Linked DNA regions of Mus musculus: region 1 is linked to region 2. The links are chromatin contacts, called in public Hi-C maps. All regions are on one chromosome and are shown on one strand. The core of a region is the stretch at or near the end of the contact, and the rest is flanking DNA. Distances in the headings are between cores, read along the strand shown.

Region 1 (5,052 bases), core at 1,407-3,906, 160 kb after region 2:
TCAGAAGGATGTCACAACCTGTATAGTCCTGGCCCCATCCGAGCTAACTTCCACCCACAGCCACCATGACCGTTCACTCCCACAAGGGACTTGAAAGAGAGATTCTCTGTGAGAAGGCAGCCACTGGACCTGCCTGGGGTTGTAGTTCAGTTGGTAGAGAGCTAGCCTAACACAGAGCCCGCTGCCCCTGCCCCCACACCCCATCAACTTTGGTGTCACGGTGTACACTGATAACCCCAGTATTCAGGATGGTAAAGGCTCCAGTTCGAGCTTCTTCTTGGCTTCACAGCAAGTTTGAGGCCAGCCTGGACTACATGAGGTCCTGACACAAACAACACAGTTTCCAGCCCCCCCACCACCACCACCACCGACGAGCTGCCTTGTGGGAACTTTAAGCTCTGGGCTGTCTACATCAGCGCAGGTGTCTTCCAAGCTCCATCCAGAGAAAGTCAGGGGACACTGTTTTCTCAGCTGTCTACCCTAGGCTAGACCCCAGGGCCTTGCCGCTGATACATAGCATGGATCTGACTCCTCATGTCTGTGGTACAGCTGGCAAAAGGAACCAGAAAGACTCACCTCCCCGATCACAGGCTCTCTCAGAGAAACTTGGACACCCGTGGGAGGTCCCACTGAGTGGAACCACTCGCCAGTTGCTCCTTAGAGCCTTTGAACTGAGGAAAAAGTCTAAGGGACTAGGAGGTATTAGCTAGGGTGAGGTGGAGAGATGCATTCAGAAAAGCTGTCTCTTTTGTGCCCGGTGGCAGGACCCAAGGAGAGGATTGCTGTTGAAGGGCAACATGGCCAGGAGCACAGGCCATGGGGAAGCGCCAGCCCCTGTGAAGGCACTGTAAGTTGTCATCTGGGACAAAGAGACAGACTGTCTTAGAGTGTTATTGCTGTGAAGAAAGAGACAACATAGCTACCGCAATAAAGGAAAGCATCTAATTGGGGCTGGCAGACAAGTTCACAGGTTTAGCCTATTATGGACATGGTGGGAAGCATGGTAATGGGCAGACAGACATGGTGCTGGAGGAGCCCAGATTTCTACATCACGGTCTGCAGGCAGCAGAAGTGAACACCACGCTAGGTCTAGCTTGAGCACCAGAGACCTCAAAGCCCTCAGCCTAGTGACACACTTCCTCCAAGAAGGCCACGCCTCCTAAAAGTGCCACTCCCTGTGGCCCCTGAAGGCCATTTTACTCAAGCTCCCACACAGACCAGGGCTCTTAGGCTGGAGCTGGAGCTCAGGTGGTAGAGTCTTGCCTGGCATTCACGGAGCCTTGGGTTCAATCCCCAGGACTGCGTAAACTGGATCACAGACTTGAAATCCCAGCATTCAGAGGTGGAGGCAGGAGGATTAAGAATTCAAGGCTGGGGGGCTGGTGAGATGGCTCAATGGGTAAGAGCACCCGACTGCTCTTCCGAAGGTCCAGAGTTCAAATCCCAGCAACAACATGGTGGCTCACAACCATCCGTAATGAGATCTGATGCCCTCTTCTGGAGTGTCTGAAGACAGCTACAGTGTACTTACATATAACCAATAAATAAATCTAAAAAAAAAAAAAAAAAAAAAAAACTTAAAAAAATAAATAAATAAAATAAAGCTTTTAAAAAAAAAAAGAATTCAAGGCTGGAAATAGGGAGACTGCTGTGATCTAGCAGGGGCTGCAGAGAAGTGGGCATGCCCAGACCACCAAGGCACTGCTCATCTCTCCCATTCTGTGCCAGGGGTCTAATCAGGCTCGTGTCTGCCTCCCTCTAGAGAAGATCAAAGGTCCTATTTAAAAAAATTATTTATTTTTATTTTATATGCATTGATGGCTTGCCTGCATGTACGTCTATGTGAGGGTGTCAGGTCCCTTGGAACTGGAATTACAGACAGTTCTGAGCCACCGTGTAGGTGCTGGGAATTCAACTCGGGTCCTCTGGAAGAGCAGCCAGGGTTCTATTAACTGTTGAGCCATCTCTTCCCAGCCTCCAGAGGTCCTATCTAAACCTTCTGAGGCAGTCCCCTCTCTAGGTGGCCAGAGAGTTCAAGACCTTAATGTGGTTTCCCAGGGATGGTGACACAGCAGCCAAGGTGATTGGTACTGGGGCTGCCACAGTCGTTTGGCTGGATCTGGGGCTGGCATTGCCATTGGAATGTAGTTTGGTGGCTTGATTACTGGCCGTGCCAGGAGTCCCTTTCTCCAGCTATGCCAGCAGCTCCTCTCCAGTGCCATTCTGGGCTTTGCCTTGTCCGAGGCCATGAGGCTCTTGTCTTTGATAATTGCTTTTGTCATCCCCTTTGATGTGAGACTCTGCAGGGTCACCAAGCCATCCCTGCTGCCTCAATTCCTGGGCCTGGTGTGTAATATAAACTTTAAAATACATGTTTCCCTAACCCCTCAACAGAGGGAGGGGGAGAGGAAGAGGGAGAGGGGGAGGGGGAGGGGGAGAGGAAGGGGAGGGGGAGAGGAAGGAGGAAGGGAGAGGGGGAGGGGAGAGAGGAAGAAGGGGAGGGGGGAGAGGAAGAAGGGGAGGGGAAAGGGGGAGGGGGAGGGAGGGGAGAGGGGGAGGGGAGAGGAAGGGGGAGAGGGAGAGGGAGAGAGACTCAAGGTGGAGCTGGAGCGATGACTCAGAGGTTAAGAGCAGGAGCTGCTCCTGGTCTGTCTCGTGCCCACATGACACACATGACAGCTCACAACCATCTGGAGCTCCAGTTGTAGGGGTTCTAATGCTCTCTTCTGGTCTCCCTGGGCACTGGAAACACTTAAGATGTAATGATCTAGAGACAGAGACTAAATACCCATACACATAATTTTTTAAAAAGAAATATTTATTTATTTTATGTATGTGAGTACACTGTCACTGTCTTCAGACACACCAGAGGAGGGCACTGGATCCCATTACAGACAGTTGTGAGCCACCATGTGGTCTCTGGGAACTGAAGTCAGGACCTCTGGATGAGCAGTCAGTGAGTGCTCCTAACCACTGAGCCATCTCTCCAGCCCCCTTTAAAATGTTTTTAATTAGTTACTTTTAAATTTTTTTCTGTTGTTTCCCCAACCCCCAGACAGTTGGTGTCTCTCTACAAACCCCTGGCTGTCCTGGAACTAGCTCTGTAGAGGAGGCTGGCCTTGAACTCAGAGATCCTCCTTTTTCTGTCTCCCCAGTGCTGAGGTTAAAGATGTGTGCCGCCACACCTGGCTAAAAAATATTTCAAGACAAGCAGGACAGTTGTGACACACACCTTCATCCCAGCACTCGGAAGGCATAGGCAGGAGGATCTCCATGAGTTACAGACCAGCCTGATCTACAGAGCTAGTTCCAGAGGGTCATATATTGCATCCAGAGCAGTGCTTTGGGCTCCTGGGCTACACACAAACACACAGAAATCCTGCCTCAAAAAAGAATTAAAAAAAAAAAAAATTAAGATCAACTTTCACTACTTCTTGTGTTCTAGACCAGCAATGTAGTATCTTAGAACTTAAAGGGGGAAAAAGAAGCAGCCTGGGGTTGGGTGTGGTGTCTTACATAAGTCCAGTACTGCAGAGGCAGAGGCAGGCAGAGCTCTGTGAGTCCCACGCCAGCAAGCTCCACGACAACTAACACCACGCAGAGAAACCCAGTCTCAAAACACAGAAACACAACAACCAAACAGAAGAATCATCATCGAGTGAGACGTCGGCCAGTAAAGGGGATTGATTGCTTTCTTGCTTTGCAAGCTTGGCAGCTTGAGGTTACACCAGAACCCACAAAAAGGTAGATGAAGAGAACGGGTGCCACAATTGTCTTCTGACTTCCCCTCACGAACACAGACACACAATAAATTTTTTTTCCTACAACAGAGTTCTCTGTGTATCCTTGGCTGCCCTGAGACTCACTATGTAGACCAGGCTGGCTTCGCCCAGAGATCCATCTGCTTCTGCCTCCCAAGTGCTGGGTTAAAAGCATGTGCCACCACCACCCAACTAATTTTGTTATGCCTTAAAATATTTCTCTCTGGTGCCGGGTGTGGTGGCGCACGCCTTTAATCCCAGCACTCGGGAGGCAGAGGCAGGTGGATTTCTGAGTTCGAGGCCAGTCTGGTCTACAAAGTGAGTTCCAGGACAGCCAGGACTATACAGAGAAACCCTGTCTCAAAAAAACAAAACAAAAACAAAAATAATAATATTTCTCTCTGTCTCTGTGTGTGTGTTTACTTTGAAACAGGGTTTCTCTGTGTAGCCCTGGCTGGCCTTGAACTCACAGAGATCTACCTGCCCCTGCCTTCTAAATGTTGGGATAAGCCAAAGTGGGCTTTTGACTGCTGGACTTCAATACTTTGATAGCTAGACCTTGGCAGTCAGCTTCAGGAAGAGGAAGTGACCAAATAATAGGCCTTGGTGGCTAGCTATAGGAATGTAATCTCATGCTTTTTAGCAAGGCAGAGGGGATGAGAGGGAAGGTGAGGCCTGCCATGTTTGCCAGGCTGGGCTGGGCTGGCGAGAGTTCCTTCAGAAGGCACGTCCCTTGGAACTAGAGTTACCGACCATTGAGAGCTGCTACTTGAGTGCTGGAAACTGATTCCCAATCCTCTGCAAGAGCAAGAAGGACTCTTAACCCTTGAGTCATCTCTGTCCGTCGGATAAATAAACATCCCGAAAACCAACAGCGGGCCGTGAAGAGGGCTCCGTGGGTAAAGGAGCTTGCCACCAAAGCCTGGCAACACAAGTTCGATATCTGGGCTCCACTTGCTGGTAGAAGAGAAACGACTCCAGGAAGTTGTCCTGTGCCCTCTATGTGCCCATATACATTCCAGGGCATGCACATGTATGAACTCATAAAAAGAAACAAATACATACAAACATAACAAAAAACTGTAAAGCAAAATGGAAAAGAATTAACAGAGAAAGCTGACTTCCCCATCGGCTGTCTGTATTCTCTTTTTGTTGTTCCACTTTAAACCACTTCTCTTGATTTCTCCTGGGTGCTTCCTCTTTTTCTAGAAGCAAACACAAGCCCTTGGGCCCTTCATACAAAAGGTGACATTCAGTAGCCACGCCCACCCCCACCTGCCTTGTTTTCATT
Region 2 (5,208 bases), core at 2,357-4,856:
GTGTCAGCGAGCTGAGTACCAGACAGCATGCGAACAGCTGGGGCAGGTGAGGAGATGGCGGATCTTCTGGGTCCTCTGGGGTGTGGTTGCCATGGTTACATGGGAGGCTCTGGTCCCTGTCAGGGTAGCAGTGTCCTCTGGGTGTGTGACCTTGCACTCCTCATGTGGGAAAACACCAGCAGGCAGGCTCAGGTGGCAAACAGCATTCATTGCCTCCCAGCTGACTTGTGTGGTATAACTCTCTGCGGCTGGCTTCCGTTTATAGGGGGATTAGGAAATAGCTTTCAAGATTTTTTTTTTAAAAGGACATTGATTGCAAAAGAGACGCTAAGTAAACATATAACCCTGGTAGTATCCAGGGAGAGAAAGAGCCGGCGTCTGGAGGAGGCCTTTCCAAGGTGAGCTATAGAGATTGGGGAGGGATAGTTAGCCGGGCATGAGCCTCAGAGGGCAGGGAGACAGGAGGAGAGGAGTGAGAGATGAGGGAGAGATGTGGGCATGTGGAACGAACAGAAGTTGGGGGGGGGGGATGGCCCAAACCAAGGGGAGCGAGGACAGCAAGGAGCTGTGACATCGCAGACTCTGGCCACCGGGTGAGTGGACTGGTAAGGAGAGGGCAGGGTGAACCAGACCTTGAGAAGTAGTCAAGGACACTGGGCTACTATCCCAGCTCCAGCACACCTCCAGTTCCCCCCAGCCCGGGCTATGTCTGGGGCGAGGCTCTCTTCCTCTTAGTGCTTTCTCTCAGAGTGGAGATCGTGACATAGCTCTTTCATGCCAAAGTTTGAGTTGCACTGAAAGCCGCATCCATGAGCACTGGAAGAGAATGGGGGAGGGAGGCTGAGGAAGAGCAGGGATTAGACCAGGTATTAGCAGCTCAGATCCAAGGGAGGCTGACCAACCACCATGAGGACATAACTTTAGGCAGACAGGGGCTGTATTGGTGAACGCCATGGTAGGTCCAGCTAAGTGTGGACAGGAGGGAGAAACAGGCAGTCGGAGTTGGCACGGGTGTGGCATTTGCCAAGCTGAGCGTGGGCAGGAGGAGAGGTAGGTGTGGCAAACAGGATGGTGGGGATGGGGGGGGTGACACCTGAAGCCCTGCTGTGTCCCACAGAAGTGGCAGTGTGTGGAGGACGCTTCTGGGACGCTGAAGCTGCACAAATGTAAAGGCCCCATGCGGTTTGGTGGCGGCGGTGGCAGCAGAGCCCTCTCCAACCTGGTGCCCAAGTATGACGGCCAGAGCAGCGAGGCCTGCAGCTGTGACAGTGGCGGTGGAGGGGACTACAAACTGGGCCTGGCTGGACGCCGTAAGCTCTTTAAGAAAAGTAAGTGTCACCAGCCTGCCCAAAGTTGAGAGGATGAGCAGCCATGGCTCTGGCTGGGCCATGTGAACTTTCAAACAACTCCACAGGTGCTCGCTCCAGGCCTGCAGGTGATCCTAGGAGCTAGGGACACAGCCAAAGCCCTCACACAAGCTCCAATTCAAGAGGGCAGCAGTGCTGGGACAGGCCACTAGGGGGCAGTATGGACATGGACCAAAGGCAGGCAATGGAGCCAACTGGGCCCTGTAGGCTTGGTGTCGCCTTCTGGGGGGGGGTGGGGGGAGTAGGATGGGGCTCTAATCTGGAGCAGGCGGAAATGATAAGGTCAACGGGTTCTCAAACCTCCCTCAAATGACCACTCTAATGGTGAGAGCAGCAGACAGACAGCTGAGGGACTGACAAGAAGCCAAGTGGCATGTTTGGGCCTTAATGTCCAAAGAGGTCTAGTTATGACTTGAAGGAAAAGCCATCAGAGCATACTGACCACGTGCTTCCACAGTCCACACTGGCAGATCCCCCTGCTCCCAAAACGCATCTGTGGCCCACACGTGTGGAGGTCGGGTCATCTTGCAGGAGTTAGCTCTCTCCTTCTACCACACGGGCCACGGGGATCAAACTCAGGTGTGGAAGCATCTTTACCTGCAAAACCACCTCACTGGCTCTCCTGACGTTCAAGTTGTTTAGCCTGCCCAGTGTAACGACCTCCCGATGACCCACTTCCGGGGATAGCTCTCCCAAGCCCGCACAGCATGCAACACTGAGACTGGAACTTGGGGTTTTACCCCTGTCTTGATTGAAGGCCCATGGCTGGGGCTCCCTGGACAGCCTGTCCCAGCCTCTCTGACTTATCATCCCTCCTGGCACCCACAGAGTATAAGACCAGCTATGCCCGGAACCGCTCCATCCGTTCCGTGGCCATCGAGGTGGACGGTGAGATATACCACGTAGGCTTGGATACTGTGCCTCAGCCCCGCAACCTTAGCAAGCCGCACTGGCCAGGGGCCCCTGAAGACCAAGATGACAAGGATGGTGGCAGTTTCAGTGGTACTGGTGGCCTTCCAGATTATTCTGCCCCCAATCCCATCAAAGTGACCCATCGGTGAGAGTCTGGCTGGAGGTTGGGGGTAGAGGGACAGGCTGGGCCTCTCTTCTCCCCTCGGGGCCGGCCACTCATGACCCTTTCTCTGGAGCAGGTGCTACATCCTTGAGAATGACACAGTCCAGTGCGACTTGGACCTGTACAAGTCCCTGCAGGCTTGGAAAGACCACAAGCTGCACATCGACCATGAGGTGTGGCCACTGGGGCAGCACAGGCTGGCGGCCAGCATCCACAGGAAGGGCGGGGGGCCTGGTGAGGGGAGAAAGCAAGATTGGTCCCCCAGAATCCATGACCCCATCCCAGAATAGGAATCTGAGTCATGGGGTCTGGAAGCCAGCCAAAGGTCCAGCTCAGAGATGGCTGGCTGGCTGGGGACAGCGCAGCATACTTTATTTAGACCTGTGAGACACCCCCCTATAGAGCTTGCTCTCGCTACAGCCTCCGTAGGCTCTGCTGGCGGTAGGAAGAGTCTGTTCCTTCAGGGAGGCCCCCTTCCACGGGCAGAGCCACAAACGTAGATGTGGCTGTACCCTTCCCACCCGCAGTCACCCTGTGGTTCCTAGGCTTCTCCCATTCCCTCCCTCAGATCGAAACCCTGCAGAACAAAATTAAGAACCTTCGAGAAGTCAGGGGTCACCTGAAGAAGAAGCGACCGGAAGAATGTGACTGCCATAGAATCAGGTGAGAGAGCAGCCCCGGCCCCACTCAAGCCCTGGACACCAGTGCGTCCTGCGGATACACGGGGCCCTCTCAGCACTGGACCCTGTCTGTCAAGATAAGGAGCCAATAACTCTCATCAGGGAAACTCAGGGACCGCCCCCGGGGGCGGGGTCAGGCTGAGCTGTGTTTGGGCAGGCCCCAGCCTTGGGGCACAGGCTTCTGCTCACTGCCTTTGGGAACTGCTGGGCTGCCACTCAGGGTTCTGCCTGCCTGAGAGAACTTCCCACACAGAAAGACATGGAGTCTCTCTGCAGTCACTGTCCAGGGTGGCAGTCACATAACACCTGTGACTGGGGAACCTGGAGCAAGAATTTTCCTTGGTTTAAATTGAAGGAGCCACACAGTTCTGAACACCTTTGCTGACTCGGGCCAGTCTCAAAGCCCCCTTCTAAGCATGAGGTACATGGTATGATACAAATCGGCCTTCAGAGGCCACGGCTGACACCAACTGAAGCCAGGCCCAGCCTCCAGTCCGGGTTAATTATTTCCGTCCTGACCTTGTAAAGTCTGACATGGGGCATCTAAACCAAGCATGGAGCTGGCAACCAGGGGGATACAGTGCCCTCCATCCCACCTAGGAAAGGGTGCAGTGAGCAAGAGCAGTGAACCCCGCTGCATGCCTGCCAGAGTATCCTGCAAAGCTCTGACTCTTGGGGACTGGGGTGGGGGGGTCTGTTGCAGTTACCACAGCCAACACAAAGGCCGTCTCAAGCACAAAGGCTCCAGCCTGCACCCTTTCAGGTAAGGGTAGGGATAGGCCAAAGGGGTAAGGTGCCATGCCTACCTGTCTGTAGCTAAAACACACAAGGCACATTCAGGCTGGGCTGGGTTTTCCCTGGGAGGTGAGGTCTACGCAGTCCTTGGAGGGGCCCCAGGTTCATACAAAGACTGGTTAGATATGGTACTGTAGCCACACTAAGCACTGGACACCCATTTCTGCCGCTGGTGGGTGGGGCTGAAGGAGGCCAGAGGAGGAGAAAGGCCCTGGGGTCTGGCCCTAGCTGTGGCCTGGACAACAGAGGGACTTAGAGCCCTTGATGACGCTGCCCAACCACTGGGGCGAACCACAAGGCTGAGGTCATTGAACCCTCAGAGGTCCTAAGCGTGTGTGGTCCCCTGTGCCCTCAGGAAGGGTCTGCAGGAGAAGGACAAGGTGTGGCTGCTGCGGGAGCAGAAACGCAAGAAGAAACTGCGCAAGCTGCTCAAACGGCTGCAGAACAACGATACGTGCAGCATGCCCGGCCTCACGTGCTTTACCCACGACAACCACCACTGGCAGACGGCGCCACTCTGGACGCGTGAGCAAATGGGCAGGCAGGGCATGGGAGGCCTGTGTGTGGGCAAGCAGAGGCAGGCAGGGGACAGGGGAGTTGTGTGCATGAGCAAGCAGGGACAGGCAGAGAATGGGAGGCCTGTGCATGGCCACCTACCTTTCCCTGGCTTCAGAGGGCCAAACTGCTAGAGGTGTCTTAGAAACCTGTGCTTGTCACTTGGCATTTGAGAGCCTGTCTCGGGGAGGCTGTCTGACCGACTGTCTCTCTGCGGGCACACTCAGGACATTCACTCTTCCTTCCACAGTGGGGCCGTTCTGCGCCTGCACCAGCGCCAACAACAACACGTACTGGTGCTTGAGGACCATAAATGAGACCCACAACTTCCTCTTCTGCGAATTTGCAACCGGCTTCATAGAATACTTTGACCTCAGTACAGACCCCTACCAGGTACAGGCATGGTCAGGGAGACAGGGAGACAGGCGTGTGAGACACAGGCATACAGCTGCAGAAGAGAAGCCCCTCACGGCCCCTAAGCCTGGAAGACTGAGTTCTGAGGCCACTTGGAGTCTGGGACTCTGTGTTGTCCACATGCGTCTCCCTCCATTGCCCTGTGTCCGATCTACAGTCCAGTTCTTCCCTCCCCCTCAGGCAGACTGCCTACAGAGCTCAGCAGGTACTTCTGTGGACCCTTGATCAGTAGAGCTACAGGATCAGGCCACGTTCTGGACTCTCTAGGCTGCCATGGAGAGTACAGACAAGCAACCCTAACATTTACCCAGCATGCACCCAA

Evidence for each region. A called contact is a pair of places that touch in the nucleus more often than the background predicts.
Region 1: a contact with region 2 is called in a Hi-C map of the N1E-115 cell line, with 7 times the contacts expected there. The contact joins two enhancer-like sites. A contact is called at or near these places in 2 of 15 datasets of contacts at CTCF or cohesin (embryonic stem cells and large pre-B cells), 16 of 484 Hi-C or Micro-C datasets (the G1E-ER4 cell line, the HL-1 cell line, the N1E-115 cell line and 3 more), 7 of 115 datasets of contacts at active chromatin or transcription factors (embryonic stem cells, expanded potential stem cells, heart atrium and 1 more) and 3 of 9 other capture datasets (adipose tissue, liver and pancreatic islet).

What each region holds. Positions count from the first base shown.
Region 1 is chr2:165,922,510-165,927,561 of GRCm38.p6, reverse strand. No RefSeq gene overlaps it. Among named protein-coding and RNA genes, the nearest start is that of 1810021M19Rik, 39 kb to the right of the region's middle. Within about 2 kb of position 2,656, at least 62 of the 459 cell types and tissues checked have an H3K27ac peak or open chromatin away from gene starts, as enhancers often do. A contact at or near this core is called in the N1E-115 cell line and expanded potential stem cells, where this site is marked.
Region 2 is chr2:166,078,694-166,083,901 of GRCm38.p6, reverse strand. Sulf2 (sulfatase 2) reads left to right here. Exons shown (of 21, transcript NM_028072.5): 10 at 1-46; 11 at 1,118-1,328; 12 at 2,196-2,424; 13 at 2,519-2,615; 14 at 3,011-3,105; 15 at 3,826-3,885; 16 at 4,273-4,442; 17 at 4,723-4,865. Among named protein-coding and RNA genes, the nearest start is that of Gm52534, 39 kb to the left of the region's middle. Within about 2 kb of position 3,606, at least 79 of the 459 cell types and tissues checked have an H3K27ac peak or open chromatin away from gene starts, as enhancers often do. A contact at or near this core is called in the N1E-115 cell line and expanded potential stem cells, where this site is marked.